Linked DNA regions of Rattus norvegicus: region 2 is linked to region 1. A link is a contact called in public Hi-C data. All regions are on one chromosome and are shown on one strand. The core of a region is the stretch at or near the end of the contact, and the rest is flanking DNA. Distances in the headings are between cores, read along the strand shown. Region 1 overlaps PCOLCE2 (procollagen C-endopeptidase enhancer 2). Region 2 has its middle 3.3 kb from the start of Atr.

What was found. Hi-C and Micro-C count contacts between places; a contact is called where the count stands out from the background.
Region 2: a contact with region 1 is called in a Hi-C map of kidney, with 2.6 times the contacts expected there. The contact joins two enhancer-like sites. A contact is called at or near these places in 9 of 12 Hi-C or Micro-C datasets (the A7r5 cell line, the Rat2 cell line, Schwann cells and 6 more).

The regions. Positions count from the first base shown.
Region 1 is chr8:105,129,894-105,133,445 of GRCr8, reverse strand. It overlaps PCOLCE2 (procollagen C-endopeptidase enhancer 2), which reads right to left. Exons shown (of 9, transcript NM_001127640.1): 8 at 3,527-3,552; 9 at 2,721-3,300. The coding sequence ends at 3,170. Among named protein-coding and RNA genes, the nearest start is that of PCOLCE2, 59 kb to the right of the region's middle. Within about 2 kb of position 1,520, at least 5 of the 93 cell types and tissues checked have an H3K27ac peak or open chromatin away from gene starts, as enhancers often do. A contact at or near this core is called in kidney, where this site is marked.
Region 2 is chr8:105,301,232-105,304,783 of GRCr8, reverse strand. It overlaps a transcript of Pls1 not described here. Among named protein-coding and RNA genes, the nearest start is that of Atr, 3.3 kb to the left of the region's middle. Within about 2 kb of position 2,008, at least 1 of the 93 cell types and tissues checked has an H3K27ac peak or open chromatin away from gene starts, as enhancers often do. A contact at or near this core is called in kidney, where this site is marked.

The DNA of each region.
Region 1 (3,552 bases), core at 271-2,770:
ATAACCACTGAGCCATCCCTCCAGCTCCTACTCTTTTTTTTTTTTTTTAACTACCTTTTAACGTTTAATCTTGGCAGAGTTTTCTGAGTTATATTGGTCATTTCAAGAAGCAACTCTTAGCTTTGTTAACTTCATCTGTTATTTCTTTTTTTTTTAAGATTTATTCATTTATTATATATAAGTACACTGTAGCTGTCTTCAGACACACCAGAAGAGGGCATCAGATCTCTTTATAGATGGTTGTGAGCCACCATGTGGTTGCTGGGAATTGAACTCAGGACCTCTGGAAGAGCAGTCAGAGCTCTTAACCACTGAGCCATCTCCCCAGCCCTCATCTGTTATTTGTAACTTCTTTGTGACTCCATTTCTGTCCTAAGCGTATTTCTACCTCTACATGTGTATAGTGTGTGCATGCATTTACATGTGCGCACACGTATGTATACGTGTGTAGAGACCAGAAATCAATGACAAGCATCCTTATCACTTATTCTCCACCTGTTTCCTTGAGTCTCTAACTGAACCTGGAACTCACTGATTCACTGGGCTTGCAGCCAGTTCTATGGTCCTGCATGACTCAGTTTCCCCAGGCTCCCCAGTTAGAAGTATTGCATTTCCAGTACTGGGATTATAGAGCTGCTGCACATGGGTTTTTTGTGGGTGCTGGGGATTCCAACTCAGGTCCTAAAGCTTGGGTGGCAGCTACTTTAATGGCAGTCCTCCCTGCAGTCTTTCTCCCGACCTTTCAGGGTTTTTGTTTGCAATCCATAGAGAGATCTGCCTGTCTCCATCAAAAGCAAGCACCACCATGCCTGGCTCTCTCTCCTTTTAAAAGTTTATTGTTTTGTTTTGTTTTTTTTTTTAGTTTGTGTCATTTATGAAATTATAAAATTGAAAGTGTTTTGGTTTTTATATTTTTATGCTATGATTTTTCAAGTTAATTATTTAATATTTCTTGACTTCCAGCAAAAAGGTTTTTTTTCTTTTTTAAAAAGATTTATTCATTTATTATATGTAAGTACACTGTAGCTGTCTTCAGATACACCAGAAGAGGGCATCAGATCTCATTATAGATGGTTGTGAGCCACCATGTGGTTGCTGGGAATTGAACTCAGGACCTCTGGAAGAATAGTCAGGTGCTCTTAACCGCTGAGCCATCTCTCCAGCCCCCAGCAAAAAGGTTTTATTATTATTTGTTTACCTTTTTGTCACTGATCTTTAGTTATACATTATTGTTGGAGAAAAGCATCCGCATGACAGTTCTTTAAAGTGTGCTTCAAGGTACCTTAGGTGGAAAAGCTTAAAAAATTATTCTATATATAGGCTGATGAGATTAGCCAGTGGATACAGGTGCCTATTGCAACTCCCTGTGCTTATAACCAAGAATAAACTGAAGTTCTGTCTAAATAAAGTGATTTTATAACCGAAGTTGGAGCGTTTGTGGGACTGGGAGGAGTAGCCTCACCACCTGTCTGCTTTAAACAACTGCATGGAAAGCAGTGCCAGTGCCGTGAATTATTAACCACGGTCCCCTTAGCAGTTGCTTGTGTCAGAGCTGTCAATGGAACGGATAGCTTGGATTACTGTTCTCGGTTTTTCCTGCAGTGTGACACAGCAAACACTGTGGCCATGAAGCTCGAGCCCACACAAACAAGCTGTCCACAGTAACTCGTCAGTAAGAAGTTTCTGCTGAGAGGCAAAAAGGCTGTGCTCATCCCCACGTCCCTAAAGGGCATGCTTGACAGGATTCTATTAGCTGGCCTGTCTCCGGGTGTCACTGCCCAGAGAAACCACCACCCGGCTGGTGCTGGATCCTCTAACCGGTTCTCTCCTTCAGCTGGTGCTGTCCCATTACTGACGATCATCTCGGGAAGAGAGTTTGAACAATGTCTGACCCTTCCAGTCGACTTTGGTTAGTTGCTCTAACGCCTGACCAGCTGCTAGTTCGGCTTACCATATTAGTTTGCTGCCACCTGTTTATCGGCTCAAGAACTAGGACTTGCCATTTTCAACCAAAAGCAGACTTTCCCTTAGTTCTAAAACTTCATCCCTATCGTAGGACACATTGTGACTCGTGCCTTTGTTTATCTTTGTTCCTCTGACTGTCTTTAGATGGAGAGAAAGCACCTTTCACAGCCCCTGGCTAGCAATCTCCCAGGAAGCAGGGAGACTGCCACTTCCATTACGAGTCTAGCTGCCTCTTGAGAAGTTCTTCTCAGCTGATACAGAGTCAATAAAATGGGTACACACAGCAAAGAGTACCCGGAGCTCACAGCTGAATGTTTGGATTACCTTACTGTTTAGTCTAACGAATGCAAGCCTAAATGCTTTAAGTGGGAAGGCGGCTCCCTCCTAGGGCAGCGGGAGCCTCTTCTGGCAATATTGTGAACATTGGGTTTGAAATAATGATGCTTGGAAGATTGCACTGTCTCTGCAGAGAACGGTACTCTGGGGAACTCCCTGGATCTCCCTGAGCTTGTAGTTCAGAGACAAAATGAAGGAATCTGGACTGGATGCCAGAGGGACACCTTTCTGTTCTTGCAGACAGAGATTACAGCCCGCTGACATTACTGCCCCAGTTTTATCCCTGGAATTCTTAGGGTGCCAACTCGATGACGACACCAAGACAACCTTACGTGCAAATACCATCTCTGACACCGTTTAACGGGAGTGCTGCCACAGCTGTATTTTCTGGGAGAACAAGTTTACCTGGTGGCCTTGGAATCATTTAAAACATTTTATTAAGCATTGACTTAAAAAATGCAAGAGAAAGGAGAATGTCACACCTCAGAGCAAATGCTTGAAGGTAACCAAATATTATAAATATTGCACTTTATAAAATTCTCTTTTATATCTTCTTACAACTCGACTCTAGAATATCCTCCTACAGACGTATGTATGTACAAGTTTCCAGCGGCCGGTGCTTGCTGTTGTTTCCCATCAGGCAGTGGGTGGAAGGGCTCTCAGATGCCTGACCTCAGGCGCAGGCGCAGGTCTTCCACCAGCAAAACAGGGCCGGGTTCGCACATCCGTCACTGGAGGAGTAACGCGGCTCCTTCTCTCAGAACGCTCAGTATTAAATAGCACGGGTTTCGTTTTGCTTTCTTCTAAGTGGACAGAACAGATCGTTCAGCGGTGATGAGCGAGTTCAGGTTATGTGACAGAGCACAGGCTAACACTGCTTGTTCTTCAGGGCGTTCATGGGCTTCTGATTCTTATTCTTGAACATCTTGACAAAGCTGTTTGGCATGATCTTGCCACGCCCATCCTCACCGACTTGTCCCATGATAATGTAATTGAGACCTAAAGAAAGAGAATGTAACGATAACTGGCTTTTTTTTTTCTTCTTCTTCATGTTCATAGTTAATGGTTTCCTTCTCTATCAGAAGTGGACTGTGTTTTAGCCCTGATTTCACCCCCCACAACAGCCGCTGCCTGGAAAGGTTCATGACTTGCTCGGGGGACGCCTTCTCCTTCCCCACTCTGCTTCCGGGCTTTCCCGGAAGAAAGACTACAGCTCTGTCCTTACCTCGTCTGAGAAGGGGGCACTGTCTG
Region 2 (3,552 bases), core at 759-3,258, 170 kb before region 1:
AAAAGCTAGCGATGTTTAAATCATATTGAGAAAGATTACAACACTGACAGAGCCGAGGCGCCTCCCAGTGGAAGAGCACTAACCTAGCACATGGGGCTCCGGGCAGAGGACTTACAGTACTGTGCAAACTACATTTAAAAAAATAAAGCTGGGGTTGGGGATTTACCTCAGTGGTAGAGCACTTGCCTAGCAAGCGCAAGGCCCTGGGTTCGGTCCCCAGCTCCGAAAAATAAATAAATAAATAAATAAATAAATAAATAAATAAATAAATAAAGAAAGAAAGAAAGAAAGAAAGAAAGCCAGGCACAGTTGCACGTGCCAATCCCCTTACTTTGGGTATAGAGGCAGAAGGATCAAGAGTTCAAGGCCATCCTTATCTCTACAATGAACTTGAGGGTAGCCTGGGATGCAGGGGAACCCTGTCTCAAAAAACAAAACAAAACAAAAACAACAGAAAACAACCCAGTGTGCAATTCATTGAGTAGTGCTGCAATTCTAAAGTGCAGGACCCCAAACAACAAAGCTCTGGCAATCTAACCCAAAAAGTAATTTTTCAAACAATTATTTATTTTTCACTTAAATTCCAATATCAGACCCCTCTCCTCCCAGTGCCATTGGTGGGCCACCGTGGGCAGTCTGCATATGTCCTGTGAATACGATCCAACACAATCGTGAATGACAACATGATGACCCAGTGTCACAAGGACACACTTCAGTAAGTTGTGGGGAGGCACTGATCTCCACAGAGTGGCAACAAGCTAGCTTTGACAACATGACTATAATTCTAGGACCTTAGAGGAGGAGGCAGCATGATAAATAAGCATGATGTCTTTGGCTGCATGGTGAGGCACAGTCAAACAACAGCAAGAGCTAGTCAAAGCTACACTTGAATTTGGAGGAAGATGCGAATCAGAAGGAAAGGAAGTTGACAGCCACATTGTCAGCTTTAGTGATATGTCAATAAATGAGCAGTGTCAATCTTCTCTCCAAGGACTCCTGTCTTTCTCTGCCAAACTCTGTGAGAGAATTTCTTCATAAGGCTGATCCTATTTTTCATTTCCCATTCAGTCCTAACCCAGTGTTTATTTTACTCTGCCCCTCTGCCCCGCCTTAATTTTCCCCCAGAATTACCAATGGCTTCTCTTTTTTCTGCTGTTACTTTTGCTTATTAAGATTGGGTCCCCCATAGTCCAGGCTGGCCTTGAGCTCACTGTATAGCTGAGGCTGATCACCTTCTGTGTGCTGGGATTGCAGGCATATGCCTCGATATTTAGTTTATGTAGTACTGAAGCTCAGACTTATGGTGTAGTTTGAATAAGAATGACCACCAGAGGCTCATCTATTTGAATGCTTGATGCTCCCAGTTGGTGGAACTGTTTGGGAAGGATTGTTGGAGGAGTGTCCACTGGGGGCAGGTGGACTTTTAGGTTTTAAAAGCCCACTATTCCCAATTAGTTCTTTCTCCCTCTTCCTTCCCCACCCTCCCCCCACCTCCTGTCCCATTCTCTCTTCTTTCTCCCCATGCTTGTGGATCAAGATGTAAGCACTCAGTAAGCTCCAGCACCATGCCTGCGGGCCTGCCTGCCTGCTGCCATGGTCTCTGCCATAGTAATCACAGATCCTAACCCTCTGAAACTATAAACACAATAAACTGTTAATCTCTAGGTTGCCTTGGTCATAGTGTCTCTTTTCCAGCAATAGAATGGCAACTAAGACTCAGGTCCTTGTTTATGCTTGACAGACACCTTGACAGACCTTCCAGATGATCTTGGAAGCAGACCCACAGACTGGGCCACCCACCCCCAACCCCCTGTAATCTTTCTCGCCTTTCAAAGCTGCTATAAGGAACTGAGAGGCTCACCCAGGAGTCTCACAAGCCTGCATGCTTCTCTCCTTACAGCACCCATAGAAAGCAATGTCCTCATCTCATCACCTCACTGCTCCCCAGGGGTCAAGACGGCTTGACTAATGTCACACATTAACCAGCCCATTGCCCTATCCAGTGTCTCCTTGACTCCTGTCATCCATGTCCCATAGCACAGGTCATCTATTAACTAAGCCTGCTTCCTCTAAGGGAGGTCACACCCTCCCTTAGAAATCTTAAGAATGGACACTGGCTTGGCTTTGTATGGTGGGGACTGAAGTCTCTTCCCTCAGATCCCAGATCTATTGCTTGTGTAGTTAATAACTGTCTTAATAAAGCTTCCACTTAAAGACATTCACCTGAGTGCCTTTCTTCCAGGTCCTCTCATGGCTTTCAGATGGCTAAATCCAAAGGACGGGTCAGCCTGTTTCTCTTACACATCTTGCCCATCTAGATCACCGCCTTCCTGGAATGCGTTCTTTGGCTTATTGGCCCATGTTTTAGCAGTGTTTCCTTTGTCATCTTCCTTAGGCTCCTCCTTGGGGTTTCTCCCTCTCTTTTCCTCCCTCCCCCTCCCTAACCCCAAGGCATCAGGGGTCTTCATTGCCCCCTTTTATTCTTGGGTAACCCTATTCCTTCTGAAACCTCAGATAACTCTTTCAGGTAAGCACTCCGGAGCTCACTCGCTACCCGTTCCCTGCAAGCTCTCCAGGTTTTATTCGTCTGTCTTATCTCCTTCCTGGATTTTTTTCTACCTTGAATGATATTTTTGTTTTGCTTCTTTTTAAAACAAGAAAGCAAAACAAAACAAGCCTGTAGGGAGGGGAGATGAGCCAGACTAGATCTGATGTGCTTAGACTAGCCTTGAGCTCCCCCTCAGTCACCTCCCAAAGACTGGGCTACAGATCTGTACTAACACCAACAGAACAGAGGTAGGTCAAAATCCAGAATCGCCTTATGTCTACCACCCAACAGTTCTTTCGTGTGGTCAAATCTCTGTCCCCACTGTTCCCAGTTGGGCATCTGACCAGGGACCTTGTGCACGTGTTCTACTGAACTGCACCCCAGCCTTATGATCACCCTCCCTATGCCCTCTTTCCCCAGTTGGATAATTTTAAATGAAATCCCAGACGTGATATCAATTTATCTTCGATTGCTTCGGTTTTGTATTTCTAGAATTCTATTTCTGAACTATCAGACCCACGGATTTCCTGTCGGATCTCATCACACATTTCTGCTCTCAGCTGATCATCACGCCTTGACTAAACTACTTCACAAGCGTTCTAGGGTGTGTTGGTACAGGTCTGCAATCCCAGTCTTTGGAGGCGGAGGCTGGAGGAGCAGGAGTTCTAGGCGAGTCTGTGTACGTGGGACCCTGCCTAGCTTGGGGATCCCAGCTTTTTTTTTTTTTTTTTTTTTAGGTTAGTAGTATTGTTGAAAAAATTTAAATATATGTCTTAATTTTTTACTTGCAATGGCTCTACTACCCGTCCCCTTAATGTGGGGATTACAGTTGTATGTCGCTATGTCCGGGAAGTATTTGTCTTTATGTACGGTTTTTATTAATTATGTATATTCAGTGCTACATCCTACTATACATAATATAAATTGTAAAATATAAATCTTAAGTGATAAAAGCGATGTAAACCATTTTAGAAATTACCTTCTATACTTAAATGTACACTGCC